Regions from separate parts of the Mus musculus genome. Here regions 1, 2 and 4 are each linked to region 3. Evidence: chromatin contacts called from public HiChIP or PLAC-seq and promoter capture Hi-C data. All regions are on one chromosome and are shown on one strand. The core of a region is the stretch at or near the end of the contact, and the rest is flanking DNA. Distances in the headings are between cores, read along the strand shown.

What was found. Promoter capture Hi-C pulls out the DNA fragments that hold promoters and counts their contacts. HiChIP or PLAC-seq counts read pairs in DNA pulled down with a chosen protein or histone mark.
Region 1: a contact with region 3 is called in an H3K27ac HiChIP or PLAC-seq map of stem cell-derived neural progenitor cells, with 4 times the contacts expected there. The contact joins the promoter of Lamp2 here to the promoter of Tmem255a in region 3. A contact is called at or near these places in 10 of 39 promoter capture datasets (the 3T3-L1 cell line, the C10 cell line, the HPC-7 cell line and 7 more), 6 of 484 Hi-C or Micro-C datasets (cortical neurons, differentiating embryonic stem cells, embryonic fibroblasts and 3 more), 16 of 115 datasets of contacts at active chromatin or transcription factors (astrocytes, bone marrow-derived dendritic cells, cardiomyocytes and 9 more) and 5 of 9 other capture datasets (adipose tissue, embryonic stem cells, liver and 2 more).
Region 2: a contact with region 3 is called in a promoter capture Hi-C map of liver. The contact joins the promoter of Rhox11 here to the promoter of Tmem255a in region 3. A contact is called at or near these places in 17 of 39 promoter capture datasets (the 3T3-L1 cell line, the C10 cell line, the HPC-7 cell line and 8 more), 2 of 484 Hi-C or Micro-C datasets (nephron progenitors and neural progenitor cells) and 1 of 9 other capture datasets (liver).
Region 4: a contact with region 3 is called in a promoter capture Hi-C map of liver. The contact joins the enhancer-like site here to the promoter of Tmem255a in region 3. A contact is called at or near these places in 8 of 39 promoter capture datasets (the C10 cell line, embryonic stem cells, liver and 4 more), 2 of 484 Hi-C or Micro-C datasets (cerebral cortex and embryonic stem cells) and 3 of 9 other capture datasets (adipose tissue, macrophages and pancreatic islet).

The regions. Positions count from the first base shown.
Region 1 is chrX:38,455,071-38,458,460 of GRCm38.p6, forward strand. Lamp2 (lysosomal-associated membrane protein 2) reads right to left here and starts at 1,390. Exons shown (of 9, transcript NM_001017959.2): 1 at 1,179-1,390. The coding sequence starts at 1,233. It overlaps LOC115489130 (a long non-coding RNA gene), which reads right to left and starts at 1,172. Exons shown (of 2, transcript XR_003953097.1): 1 at 236-1,172.
Region 2 is chrX:38,083,060-38,086,452 of GRCm38.p6, forward strand. Rhox11 (reproductive homeobox 11) reads right to left here and starts at 2,080. Exons shown (of 3, transcript NM_198598.2): 1 at 1,560-2,080. The coding sequence starts at 1,918.
Region 3 is chrX:38,250,618-38,254,170 of GRCm38.p6, forward strand. Tmem255a (transmembrane protein 255A) reads right to left here and starts at 1,864. Exons shown (of 10, transcript NM_172930.4): 1 at 1,627-1,864. The coding sequence starts at 1,684.
Region 4 is chrX:38,484,203-38,487,673 of GRCm38.p6, forward strand. No RefSeq gene overlaps it. Among named protein-coding and RNA genes, the nearest start is that of Lamp2, 29 kb to the left of the region's middle. Within about 2 kb of position 1,514, at least 6 of the 459 cell types and tissues checked have an H3K27ac peak or open chromatin away from gene starts, as enhancers often do. A contact at or near this core is called in liver, where this site is marked.

The DNA of each region.
Region 1 (3,390 bases), core at 140-2,639, 200 kb after region 3:
ATCAGGTCAGGAGGACACTGGGATCAAAGTTCAAGCCTAGGCTGTTATGGACTCTCAAGTCTATTGGGACAGATCACAAACAACCAACATTATTAACCCAGCAACTCTTCCCACCACTTTAAAACCACGACTAAGCTGACCTGTAGTGAGGAAAAAAAAGAAGCAGAAAAAAAAAAAAATCCAAGCGGTTGTGAAGAAAATGGATTGAATATACAAAGCTCAGATACACAATTACCATCTTGGAAGCTCCCCGGCTTTAGCATCTAGGGGTATTTCTGTCCGGTGTCTGGCTGGGAGGAAGTAGCGAAAGTTATTCGAGAAAAACAAACAAAGCAACAAAAATCAAGCAAACCAACAACAATAACAAAAAAAAAAAAAAAAACAAAACGAAACAAAAAAACCGAGATCCTCACCACCTTTAAGTCAGATACTCACCCCCCACCAAAGTTATCAACTCATCCCTTTAGTCTCCAGAGGTTGGATATAACTTTTCTTTCCGGAAGTTACTCCAGCCCCAGTCACTATATGTATATGTATGTACGTGTGTGTGTATCCCTTCACTCTCAAAACTCCAAGGCCATTCCTTAGCTCTTCAATCACTGCTTCTCCCAGCCTCAAGTCCTACCTACAAAGCTCCCAAAACGGTGTCTCTGTCCCTTGGGCCCTACTGTCCTATCTACCTACCCCCCTATGCCCTCCCCCTCCCCAATAATTTCACGAGGGTACAGCGCCTTCCGTTCCAAATTCATTTCTCGCTCTACACTTTTTTTTCACCATCTTTAAAACTCTCCCCTGATCCAGGAAACCAAGCCTCCCCGGTGTCTGCTCCCCGACTCTTTTTCCAAGTTGCTCTCTCTAGCCCAGAGGTCTAGAACTCTGCGCTCCTCTTGCCTAATCCCTTGACGTCGTCCTCCCTCGTCCCCTTACTTGCCCCGCTGTTACTCTCAGAGGCCCTCCTGGCGGGCCATCCCACGGCCAGGCCTTCCTCCAGGTCGTGTGTCCCCCCCTCCCGGCCCCCCCGCGTCCCCCCTCCGCCGCCGCCTCGGGCCGCCGCCGCCCAGTGTCAGCTGTTCGGTCTCTCAAAGCCTTCTCAAAGACCAGTCTTTCAGGTTGTGGCCTTTGAAACTCCCCGATCCCCCGGGCCCGGCTCAAAGACACCAGAGGGCCCGAAAACTCACCTAGGAACAGAAAGATCAGGATGAGCTTTGCGCCTTTAACCGGAGAGAGGCACATCGTGATCCCTCAGGCCAGGCGACCACCGGACCGACAATTCCAACGAATCCCCTCGCAGCCCTGCGGAAGCGAAAGCACGAGAGACCACCGACCGAGGCACCCAGGCACCGCAAAAGCCTGGACTCGCCGCTTCAGCTGGAGTCATAAGACCAGGGGCGGGGTTCTTTATTCCTTTCAGCCAATCAGCATGCTTAGAAACTGAGAGGGAGGCGGTGATGTCCGGGCAGGAGGGCGGCGTGGCCACGCCCTGGCTTTTTGGTTCACAGCCATTATTAAACTAGAAAGAGTTGTGCGAGGAGGGCATTTTTTTAAGGCTAGCAGGAAAGGAGGAACTTTGATGCTTGTAGACAGTGGGTTATTTCTATTCTAGGTCCTTGAGAACAAACAGCATCATTTTTTCTGGCAACAAAACGGCTGCTAGGCCTCTCAAGATATATATGTATGTAAATTTATATATGAAAATATATGTAAAAAATAATACACGATTATTCAAGTATAGAGACCACCTACACAGTTTATACTATAGGTGGATAGGGAAGCTAGGGGGTATGGAGTCATTAACGACCAGATCAGACCATGCTCTTGAAGTTCAAAGTTATAACACTCTCTTTCCTTGATGGGGAAATTGAAGTCAGAAAGAGGAAGCATATTTTTAAATAGAGGAAGAAAAAAAGAGAGAGAAATAAGAATAGAAGGAAATCAAGATCACTCCCATTACTACCCAGAGACACTCTTTACAAAATACATAAACTCCCAGATATTTTTCTATCTGGAATACAAATACAGTTAATGTTCTCTAATGAGTTCATACTAACCCGTATTCTGTACGCTTGCCAAGTGAACAGTAAACAAACATGTCTCAAAACAACAGAGGAAAACAACATTAACGTAAAACTCCAGAGTTGGAATAAAGCAATGACCTTCAAATGTTGCTTCCCAAAACACACACACTCACACACACACACACACACACACACACACTCTTCTCAGGGATTTTGGAAGTAGTTTTTGTTTTGTTTATTTTACCTGATGATGCCTTAGAGACTCTGAAACAAATGCCCTTTTTCCTACAAGCTTACTGTTTGTTTGAGGTTTAATCCTCACTAAGTTGCCTAATAGTTTGACCTTACACTTAAAGTATAGCTGTAGTTCAGGTGGCACTTGAACATATGATTCCTCTGCCTCGGCATGCCTAGTAGCTTGGATTGCAGGGTTTCTCCTCCCATCCTGTCTTATTCCTTTACTAAACAAACACCTGGGGTGATTCTGATGCTGAGGCCCATGAACTGCACTTAGAAAAGTACTAAAAGCCGTGGTGGCGCATGCCTTTAATCCCAGCACTCCAGAGGCAGAGGTAGGCAGATCTCTGTGAGTTTGAGGTCAGCCTGTTCTACAGAGCAAGTTTCAGGACAGCCAGGTTCTGTTTGCACAGAGAAACCCTGTTTCAAAACAAACAAACAAATAAAAAGACAAAGAGAAGCTCTAAAACATAGCTTCAAAGTCATGCAGTTTGGGAGATCTTTAATCTGTGGCTCTATTTAAAAATAAGCTTAAGAAGAGATTTGTGGGGGCAGTTTAGTGAATTCTCAGAAATTCCATGAGACACTGGTGAGGATTTTTCTGTGGAACTTTATAGATTTAGTTAATTCTACCCCAGTCCCCCACTCCAACCCAAATATTCATAACCACAAATCTGCATTCTGTTGTTGTTGTTGTTTTTGACAGGGTCTCCCTACATGGCCCTGGCCGGCCTGGATCTCATATAGACCAGGCTGGCCTAGAACTCACAGAGATCCCCCGGCCTCCATCTCCAGTGCTGGGATTAAGTGTGTGCACAATCCAGCCTGACTGGAAGATCACTGATAAACCCTTTCCCCGGTATTAGGACAATGAATCATGTAAAGAGAGACCCTGTGAATATAGTGAATATAATCAAAGTGTGCCCTACGAATGTATGAAAAAGGTCACACTGAAGTCTATTAGTGTGTATAAATCACAAATGTTATTTATGATTTAAAAAAAAAAGACAATATTGACGGGGCCTGGTGGTAAACAACTTTAATCCCAGCACTAGAGAGTCAGATGCAGGAGGATCTCTGTGAGGGATTTTTGAGTTTGAGGCTAGCCTGGTCTACAGAGTGAGTTTGAGTCTAGCCT
Region 2 (3,393 bases), core at 830-3,329, 170 kb before region 3:
GATGGTGGGAATAACAGAAAACATATGATAGCTATGCAAAGAGGTCTTTGAGATGTAATTTACCCCCGAGAAAGCAGAAATTCAGCCAGATGTTAGCACACTGAGGAGGCCTGAAGACATGCCAATTGAAGCAGGTTAACTCAGAAAAGACAAATTCTGTCTGATTTCCCTTAAGTGACGTTCCTAGACAAGGCACCCAGAGAGGAGCAATAAGGCAGGAGAGTGGTAGCTAGAGCCTGTGGACATGGGAAGGGCAGTTGTTTAATGGGTTCAGGTTTTCCTTTGGTATCATAGAGAAGATCCCAGAGACCTGTCCCCAAACCACTTGACAAGACTTCAGGCTGCTCAATTTTGACCTTCAGATTTGGTTTAGGCTTTTATGTTTCTGTATTTAAGGATAATCTTTTCAATGAAAGCAACCGAAGGAGTGGTCAGTGAGCATTCCAGGGACCTCGTTCGCACCAAGCATGCAACCCCAGTCCTCCAGGAGAGGTCTCCTCGTGGGGGGACTAAGAGCTAAACAAACCCCAGACCTGAAGACAGCTAGGGAAAGGGGCCTCAGACGAGTAAGAGGGGAAACCTTCTGCTCCTTCTTCACCTTCTTCACCTGAGACAAAGGCCTAGTGGGCCTTTTCTCCTGCCTTTGGCTGACCACTGCAGTCTGGTCAGGTACGTTCAAAGCCTGTCCTGATCATATTTCAGTTTACATGAAGCTATGAACCTGTCAGCTTGCCTTTCTTTGTCTAAAACGACTAGTCTAAGAATGAGCAGTTTTGGTAGGCTGACACATACACCCCCAGATGAAAAAAAAACATTTCATTTTCAGATGCCCCTATCTACTTAGTAGAGGGGCATCTCTCTGCCTGCCTTGCCTTGCACCAGTCTTATTTCCGTTTTAATAGCTTTGTTACCTATTGCTGCCTGCCGAGTCTGGAACCTTTCCTGCCTTTCAATTCTTTAACCGATAGAGAAAACAAATTCCACTCAGAACCTCTCGATAATAACTCTCCCCAACCACCAGCACAAAGTTAGCTGAAAACTTCGTGGGTTTAAGGCCGAGAGGGGAAGGAGGTCAACCCTGCTGCCAGTAATCTCAGCTAAGACAAGAGGCTGAGACAGGAGGGTCAAAAGTTCAAGGACGGCGAGCAGGGATACAGAGTTGATTCAAGGCCAGCCTGCACAACTCAGACAGACCCCGATTTAGATTTAATAAAACTAAAGAGAGGCTGTGACCACCCTGGTAGCCCTCGCAACAAAATGCATGCAGGGGGCCTGCCACTGCTTTGCAAAACCCTCCACTACTGCCGTGTAGGTTTAGTTAGGTTTTATTCAGATTCAGTCTTTGTTACGGCTTGAGCTCGCTAGAGGGCGCACTCCCGCCGCGTCCGCTGAGGCTATGTCTCCTGAAGCTCTGAGGAGATTGTACCTCAGGGACAAAGGTATGCCACTGTGAGTGAATCTATGTGCTGAATCTCAAAGACTTTAAAACATTTTAACAAGAGTGGAAAGGGGTCAGGGGAGAGGAAAAAGAGCCCGAGGGACAAACCCGGAACACACACCTTTTGAGGGCATCTGGATACTGATTTTCTACGAACACTGCTTGCAGTTCCCACAGCTGTCCAGGTGTAAATCTGTATGCTTTCCGAGGAATCCTGAATAACGACTGCTCACTGGTCTCGGCCACCTTACTGGTCTCCTCTGGCTCTTCTCGCCCAGTGTCCTGAGTGTTAGGCATGACACAGCTATGCTCGCCTATAGAGCTCTGGTGGCCCTCTTTCGGGATGCCTGTTACTTCATCGGCGAAGCCGCCACTGTTTGATGTGTAGGCCACCTTTTCCTCGGGTTCAGTCGTGATTTCTTCCTCACAGAAGCTCATCCCATAGTAGTCGTAGTCGAAGTAGAAGTACTTACGGGACATGATCTATGCTCGTCAGAAGGCACACTCTTGTGGTTTCCAATGGGGCTCTGCTCCTTGAAGCCCTCTAAATTGTTACCCTAGGCTACACACGTTCCTCTCTGACACAGACACTCGTCCTCCTCCACCGATGCTACTGGCTTTCAACTCACAAACCTGTGTGAGGCTCTAGTTTAGGCACACACGGGGTAGAACTTTGTGTGAATCTGCCCTATAGAATAAGACAGTTGTCATAAACGGGCGTGGCAAAAAGGGCGACTTAAAACAGAACGTTAGTTTTCTAACTCATATGAGAAGTGAAGCCCTAGTTGGATCTCAGTTAAGGAGTTTCCCTGGGTCTAAGACAGGATCTTGACTATGGCTTAGAATGCATTTTAGGCTGATTTAGATGTGAAGGCAGAATATCAATAAAAATAAGATAACTAAATAAACTACCGTTTTAGGATATAATTTCCTATTTTTATGTGACCCTAAATAAAGCTTCATCTCTTTGTACTACCTATTATTTGAAGCATTCTCATTATGTAAATTATGAAGTCAAAATAATGGAACAACTCTGAAAAAATGTTGGCTGATCCTTTCCATCCTAGAAAGCCAAATTAGGCCATGATTTAATTTTGTATAAAAAAAAATAAAAGCATATGTGTGTAAATATAAAGATGTGTTTGCAATTTTAACAAAGAATATAATTATATGTATATGATGTATATGTATTTTTGTTGTATCCACCAGAGAAGAATACTTGGACACCAGTTTAAGTGTTTGTGACCCCAGTATAGCTCCCAGATTGTCTCAGGATGAGCTACCAAACATAAAAAACACATCCTGGGCTGACATATTTCAATTAACAAGAAGAGTTAGCCAGAAGCAGAACTACAGAAGCCAAAAAAGCAAGGTCAGTCCATTTGGAGACTTTCCCAAAACTATGGACTTTGATAGATTAGATCTTTGTTTTTATTTTGATGAAGGGTACTGTCTATGTGCTTAGTTTTATTACCTGAATGGTACTTCCATCATGGAGTTAGTTGTGCTAATGTCTGGGGCCCTTTTATAGTATATAAAGTAAAAGTCTTCATGGTTCATTATTAGTCAGTGTTTGATTTGGGTACAAGTGTTTTGTGCCTGTTTACCTTTGATCACATAAAATTTCAGGTCCAAAAAGGTCACAGTTTAAAATGTTTAGGGAGGTCTTCTTTAGTGTACCAGGGAGCCTTCCAGAACAGAAGGTTGTCGTTTTGTTTGTTTGTTTGTTTTTTATGGCCTAAACTTTAATTACTTTCAGGAGTCACTGGGTATCCAGAATTTTCTGAAGCCATATCCACAAACTACAAGGTTAGGAGATTTATAGGGTCCATGAGAGGCCATCATTCTGCCTACCACTCTTATTCCTGGCGACCTTACCCCAAGCTGCAAGGGTGACTTCAGTTGAATCTTGCTAAGGCAACCTGCTTGTTCCTGCTTCTCTATCTATGATCTGG
Region 3 (3,553 bases), core at 614-3,113:
GCAGCTGGCCAAGGCAAGGAGTGCTTTTGGAGTTCTGTGTGCCTGTGTATGCGAGGGGTGGAGTGGGGGGCGGGGAGGGTACTGGAAAGTCTGGTACTGCTGGGTTCGGATTTGGACCCCAGACCTTGGCCTCATTTTGCATCCAGCACCAGATAACTACGACCTTAAAAATGAAAAGTGCAGGGCTTCTACTGACAGGCCTTCCACCGTTCAGATGATAACACTTTCGGGGGCCCTTGAACGAAATTTGTTGCGACTGAGTCTTTTGCAGGCAGCGGAGAGCTCACACTGGGCTCAATCTCCTTGCCCCTCCCCTGTGCATGTTCCAGCAAATTCATCGGAGAAGAGCTGAGAAGACTGAATGGCAGAGATTCGGGACAGAGGAGTTTTGCAGAATGTGAAATATGATAGAAACGACGAATTGGGCTAGATTAAAGTGACAATTTTTAAGTTTAGGTGGAATTATGGCTCCACAATCCCTTCACTCTTACCCAAGGCTCCAAATTAATTTCTTCTCCCAGCGAAGACTTAGGAAGGTGCCTAACAGCGAAAGGCAATTGTTTTGTTTTGTTTCGTTTTGTTTTTTATTTCTTAAAATTCGTTTGTAGCTACCGAAAAGCACCCTCGAGGGGCCTCCAAGTTGGTGCAAGACGGTAGCGGACCTCTAGATTTTAGGAAGGTGTTGAAAGGTGCCCCTCCCCCTTCATTCCGCTGAAGAGGAAAGCGCGACTTCAGAAGATGCGCGGGCTTGCGCTGGATCCTATTTTTCTAGTGCTCTCACCACCACCACCCCCCACCTCTCTCTCTCTCTCTCTCTCTCTCTCTCTCTCTCTCTCTCTCTCTCTCTCTCTCTCTCTCTCTCTCTCTCTCTCTCTCTGCGTTTGGAGTAGAATAGAAATCAAATTCAAGGACTGATCATTCTGCTACGTATGTCCAGGCTGTGCTGTCTTGAGTGATTCCCCAGGATTTCCCGTCCTGCCAGCATACCCTTTCTTCTACCCCCATTCCCTTGAGTAGCACCCCACCACCACCACCCCACCCCACACACCGGGTCTGCGAAGTGTAAATCAGCTCCCGGACCACTGCAGGTCTGAATTTCAAGATATCACCTAGAGTGAGTGAGTGTGTGTGTGTGTGTGTGTGTGTGTGTGTGTGTGTGTGTGTGTGAGTGTTGGGGGGGGGTAAGATCCTGCTTCTTCTAATTATCATTAGTCGTGATCTTAGAAGTGATGTGGACTTTGCAAAGAAGGAGCGTCGAATCGAAAGCAAAGGCACAGGTTTGGAGGAAGTGTTTTGATGCCCAGACAGCTGAGATTTACCACAGCTGCAAGTCTGTACACACACACACACACACACACACACACACACACACACACACACTCACATGCACTCCGGGCTAGGTAAGGCTACTCCAACCCTAGCTTGGCGCTCCAATCTCAAGCGCGTCACACTTGTCACAGCTGGGCCGCTCCCTTGGGGCTCTGGTCCACCTTCCAGATACTCGAGTTTGTGGACCCCCATCCCGGTTGCCCTCTCTCTGGCTGGCACTGGGGCAGGCAGGAGCTGGCTGTCCTGGGGACAACGCACTTACCCCCTTACTGCTGCCTCCCAGAGGACAGGACTTACCCATGGAATCGGGAAGGGACATGTCGCTGGACCGCTGCTGAGTCAGGGACTGATGCATGGTGAAAGCTGTCCAGTTGCCCCTGTCCCCGAAGCTGCTTCAAGAGCCCCTGGCTCAGGGCGCCCCGCAGAGCATCCTACTCTGCCGCTGCCTCTCTCGGTCTTCCCTAGCGCTGAGAGGGACTGACTGCCTCGGGTTGAGAGCTGCAGCCCAAGTGCCGCCTCCCCCTCCCTCCCCCTCTTCTCCCTCCCTCCTCTTCTGCCTCCCTCTGCTCCGGGAGGCAGCAGCATTGGCGTCCATGCAGCAGCGTGCGCTTGCGCAAGACCCCCCCTTTCTTCCTCCCCCCTCGGCCTCCCCATCCTAGTTATCCACCTCCCAGCCTGCCAGACAGGGAGACCGTTTCGCCCCTTGGGGCCAAAGCTGCGCAGAGAGAAAAAGGAGGCTTCAGCCTGAGGCCAAGGGGCCTTCTCCCAGTTTGAACAGAAGGTCTTGGGCGATCATCTTTTCTTTTACAAGATTCATAATTGGGGAGGGGGACAGAGTTAGAGGTTCGGAGCTGGAGAATGCACACAGTGACACAGACAGACAGGCACACACACACACACACACACACACACACACACACACACACACTTGTTCAGGTCTGATCTTACAGCTTCCAGAATAACATAATGGAGCTGGAGACAGTCCAGAAAAGGGCCACTCTATAATCAAAAGGATGGTAGTGGTTGGAGGGGGGGCAGAATGCCTTATGAAGATAGATTAAACAAATGCGCACTCTTTAGTCTAGAACGATGAAGGCTGAGAAGGGATGTGACCGGAGTGTATAAAATTATACAGTTAGAGACAGAGAACACAGCCTTATTCATCACAACTGATAATTTGAAAAGCAACAACCCCCCCCAAGAGTTATAAGGAGGTTCAGCTAAAGAAAACATGACACTCTATCAGTACCCCAGTTTGTATTTTTGTTCCAGGAGATTTTATATCAAGATAGGCTTTTTTAGACCATAGCAGCCGTGTAAGGGAGAAAAAGGAATGATCCATAGACCCATTTTGCAGATGAAGAAACTGAGTATCAGTTGAAACTCTCCATGCCTTTGCAGCTACTAAATTACAGAGGTGAGATGCAAACCTGGATATCAAATGCTCTTGCTAAGGAGGCAGGCTCTGTGGCCCTGCTTGCACAACTCCTAATTTAGGTTGTGAAGGCCTAGCCTTTAAGGGCTGAGACATCTCTCCAGCCCTGCTTCCACAACTCAATCCAAGCTAAGTGTAAAATTGTCCAGACAGGCTAGGGGGAGGGGGTCAATATACAAAGCATCTGTTTGGCAAGCCCGAGGTCTGAGTCCCATGCCCCTGCACCCAAGTGAAAAATCAGGTGCAACAGCACTTATTTGTAATCCCAGCCTTGGGGAGGCAAACACAGGAGGATTCCCCAGGGGTGCTGGCCAGTTCCAGGTCCAATGCGGAGATGCTGTCTCACAAAATAAGGTGGAGAGAGTGGTTAAGGACCACCCCTGACATCTACCTCTCATCTCGACAAACACACATGTTCATACATGTGCGCACCCGGGAGCGGCGCGCGCGCGCGCACACACACACACACACCCCTCCTGACTTGACCGTGAACCAACCGGGTGAAGGAAAGTACTGTGTTCCTCCCAGATCTGCCTTGCTAATCTGCTGCGAAACATTGTTTCCTTACCCAGGAAATGTAACCAAAGACCCTTGCCCTTTTCCACCTTCCAAAGGAAGAAAAGATTCTTCCTGAAGGTTAAAAGGAAGGCTTTTGTAAAGAACTTGGATACCCCAGGGGCCAGGTTGAATGCTTTGTCACGTATTATTAGCAGTTCTACACTACAGATGTGGTCTAAAGATCTGTGGCACATGTCCTAGATAGAGGCAAGATGGCCACTCTTGTAAAGA
Region 4 (3,471 bases), core at 264-2,763, 230 kb after region 3:
GGCTAGACGCAGCACCCTTGCTGTTGCAAACTGGAGGAAGAGCGTTTCCTCTCAGCACTCACCTCTGTAAGACTCCGAAGACAGAAATAACAAGCTCAGTAAGAAAGGAACCTGTGGCACATGCCGTAAGGACACGTGTAACAGACGTTTCTTGAACATACCAGAGAGTCACAAGCACTTGGTGTGCCTCATCCATTAAGTGCTGAGGAGACACAATAGAGAAAGGACTATTAGAGAAGAACCCTGAGGAACAGAAATAACGTTACCAATGCTGCTTCTGCAAGGTCTACTTGAGAACCCAGCAGAGGATGCACTGGCAAAGGACGGGAATGCCTCTCTCAGCATCTAGAGATAGAATTCAGGGGATGCACACAATGTGAAAGGAAAACAGAGCATAATCGTCTAAAGCAGTGGTTCTCAGCCTTCCTATAACTGAGACCCTTTAATATATGTCTTAGGGTTTATACTGCTGTGAACAGACACCATGACCAAGGCAAGTCTTATAAAACACAACATATAATTGGGGCTGCCTTACAGGTTCAGAGGTTCAGTCCATTATCATCAAGGCAGGAAGCTTGGCAGCACTCAGGCAGGCATGGCACAGGAGGAGCTGAGAGTTCTACATCATCTGAAGGCTGCTTGCAGAATACTCACTTCCAGGAAGCTAGGACTAGAGTATTAAAGCCCACACCCACAGTGACACACGTACTCCAAGGCCATACCTGCTAAGAGTGCCATTCCCTGGGCCAAGCATATTCAAACCATCACAATACACTTCCTCATATTGTGGTGACCCCCAACCATAACATTGTTTTCGTTGCTACTCCATAATGGTAAATTTGCTACAGTTAAGAATCATACTGTTGAAAGATCCTGGCAGAATGTAAAAGGACACAGAAGCCCTGAAATTGGCAAGATAGACGTCAGTGTTAGCAGAACTAGCTTCACTGATTTAGAAAAATAGAGGTGCACAATGCTCTGGCCACTCCTTGAACCTGTGTGTCTGCCAATGTTCTGACCAGGTGTGTGCCCATTGCTGCACCTTCATTAGACTCTTTCCTTGTACCCCTCCCATACTCATTTCTTGAGAATAGACATTGTTTAGATCTGGAAATCCCCTAATCTCCCCCTTCTCCTTTCCCCCCTGAGGGCCTATAAAAACTGGGAACTCTTTCCCCTCGAGGTCGACTCCTCTACCCCTGCGTGGGATATGAGTCGTCCACAGAGCTCTGGCTTTCCCCGAATAAAGCCTCATGTGGTTTGCAACAAGCTCAATCTGTCGTGAGTTCTTGGGTATCCGCTATTGTCCTGAGGCCTGAGAGAGGGGCTCCTCTCGGAGTCTTTCATTTGGGGGCTCGTCCCGGGATTGGCGTGACCACCCACATCTCCGAAGACCCAGTTGGAGGTGAAATTTTTTGTCCAAAATATTTCTGTAAGCCGGCTAGGTTCTGTGCTGAAATTTGCAGCCGCAACGTCGACCTTTGCCTCGGGATGAGGCACTGAGTGTAAACAGCAGACGTGCTGGAATCACCGGCTGCTGTTCGCTCTGGGGGACGCCCTGAGCGAGGGGAAGGACTCTAGGAGTCCGTCTGGGGCAGGGAGTGTACTCCCTCGACCATCTGTATTTCTGATGCCCTGAGCGAGGGGAAGGACTCTAGGAGTCCGTCTGGGGCGGGGAGTGTACTCCCTTGACCATCTGTATTTCTGAAGCCCTGAGCGAGGGGAAGGACTCTAGGAGTCTGTCTGAGGCGGGGAGTATACTCCCTTGACAATCTGCATTTCTGAGTTGGTTTTGTCTGTTTGATGGAAAACAGGCATCTGTCAGTGTGTGTTTGTTTTTTTTTTGTGTCTGTTTTCAGGCATTTGTCAGTGTGTATTTGTTTTTTGTGTCTGTTTTCAGGTATTTGTCAGTGTGTGTATGTGTGTTTTCTGTGTTTGTTTTGTATTTTCCATGGTACTGGACGGACTGTAACAACCCCCCTAAGTTTGACATTAGACCACTGGACTGAAGTTAGATCAAGGGCCCATAATCTTTCAGTAGAAATTAAGAAGGGACCCTGGCAGACTTTCTGCGCCTCCGAGTGGCCGACTTTTAATGTAAAATGGTCACTGGAAGGGACTTTTGGTTTACTCTTTATCTTTGAGGTTAAAGCCATTGTTTTTCAGAGTAAACCTTGGTCCCACCTGGATCAACAGCCTTACCTCATTCAGAATTCACCGCCATAAATCAAACCATGGGTTCCCCCACGCCTCTCAGAGCCCTCCCCCGGCTGCTCCCATGCACTGGAGTGGGTCAGCACAGTGCCCTCCCTTTCTGCCCTAAGAAGCAGTCCCTGCACCCGGCTCTGAGATTGCTAAAGGCACAGTCTGAGGACCGAGGACCTACAGCTGGGACCCGGAGCCGACAAGCCCAGAGTCCCCCAGCAGATGAAGCTCCTGACGCCACTTCTGCCTTTTCCTTTGCGAGCTATGGGCAACCTGCCCACAGACAGGCAGTTTCTGCAGACCCTCCAATATTGGCCTTTTTCATCGGCTGATCTGTACAATTAGAACACTGGGTTCCCTCTGGACCGGCCAGATTAGAACTACAACACGGCGCAAGGTAAGGAGAGGTTGACAGTTTACTGGCCAGGCTCTAGTCTAAAGGGAGCGATGAGACGCCCCACCAATTTGGCTAAGGTAAGAGAAGTGATGCAGGGCCTTACAGAGCCCCCATCTGTTTTTCTAGAAAGATTGATAGAAGCTTATAGATACTATACTCCTTTTAACCCGACCTCTGAGGGTTAACAAGCCGCGGTTGCTATGGCTTTTAAAGATTACATGCCATGGCTTTACAAGATTTAGTTAAGGAGGCAGAGAAGGTGTATCACAAGAGAGAAACAGAGAGAGAATACAGGAGAGGAATTTAAGCAGGATTTTGGCGGCAGTAGTAGGGGAACGTGAAGGAAGGAACAGGCCAGAGAATAGACAGACAGGGTATCTGGGCAACAAGGAACCCAGACCTGAAAGAAGATCTGTCCAGAAGATTTTAGAGAAGGACCAATGTGCCTATTGCAAGGAAAAAGGACATTGGGCACGAGAATGCCCAAAGAAAAAGGGAAGGGCCCCTAAGGTCCTGACTCTGAAAGATGATAAATAGGGGAGACGGGGCTCAGGCCCCCTCCCCGAGTCTAGGGTAACCCTGATGGTGAAAGAGACTCCCATGGACTTTTTAATTGACACAGGGGCAGAACATTCTGTGTTGAAACATCCACTGAGAAAATTAAAAAAATAAAAGAACCATAGTGATTGGAGCCACTGGTCAGAAACAATATCCCTGGACCACTGCACGCACTGTAGATCTGGGGAAAGGCCAAGTGAGTCATTCCTTCTTGGTCATTCCTGAGTGTCCCACACCGCTTCTAGGAAGAGATCTTCTGACTAAATTAAAGGCCCAGATCAGATTTACCTAAGAAGGGCCGAGAGTAACTT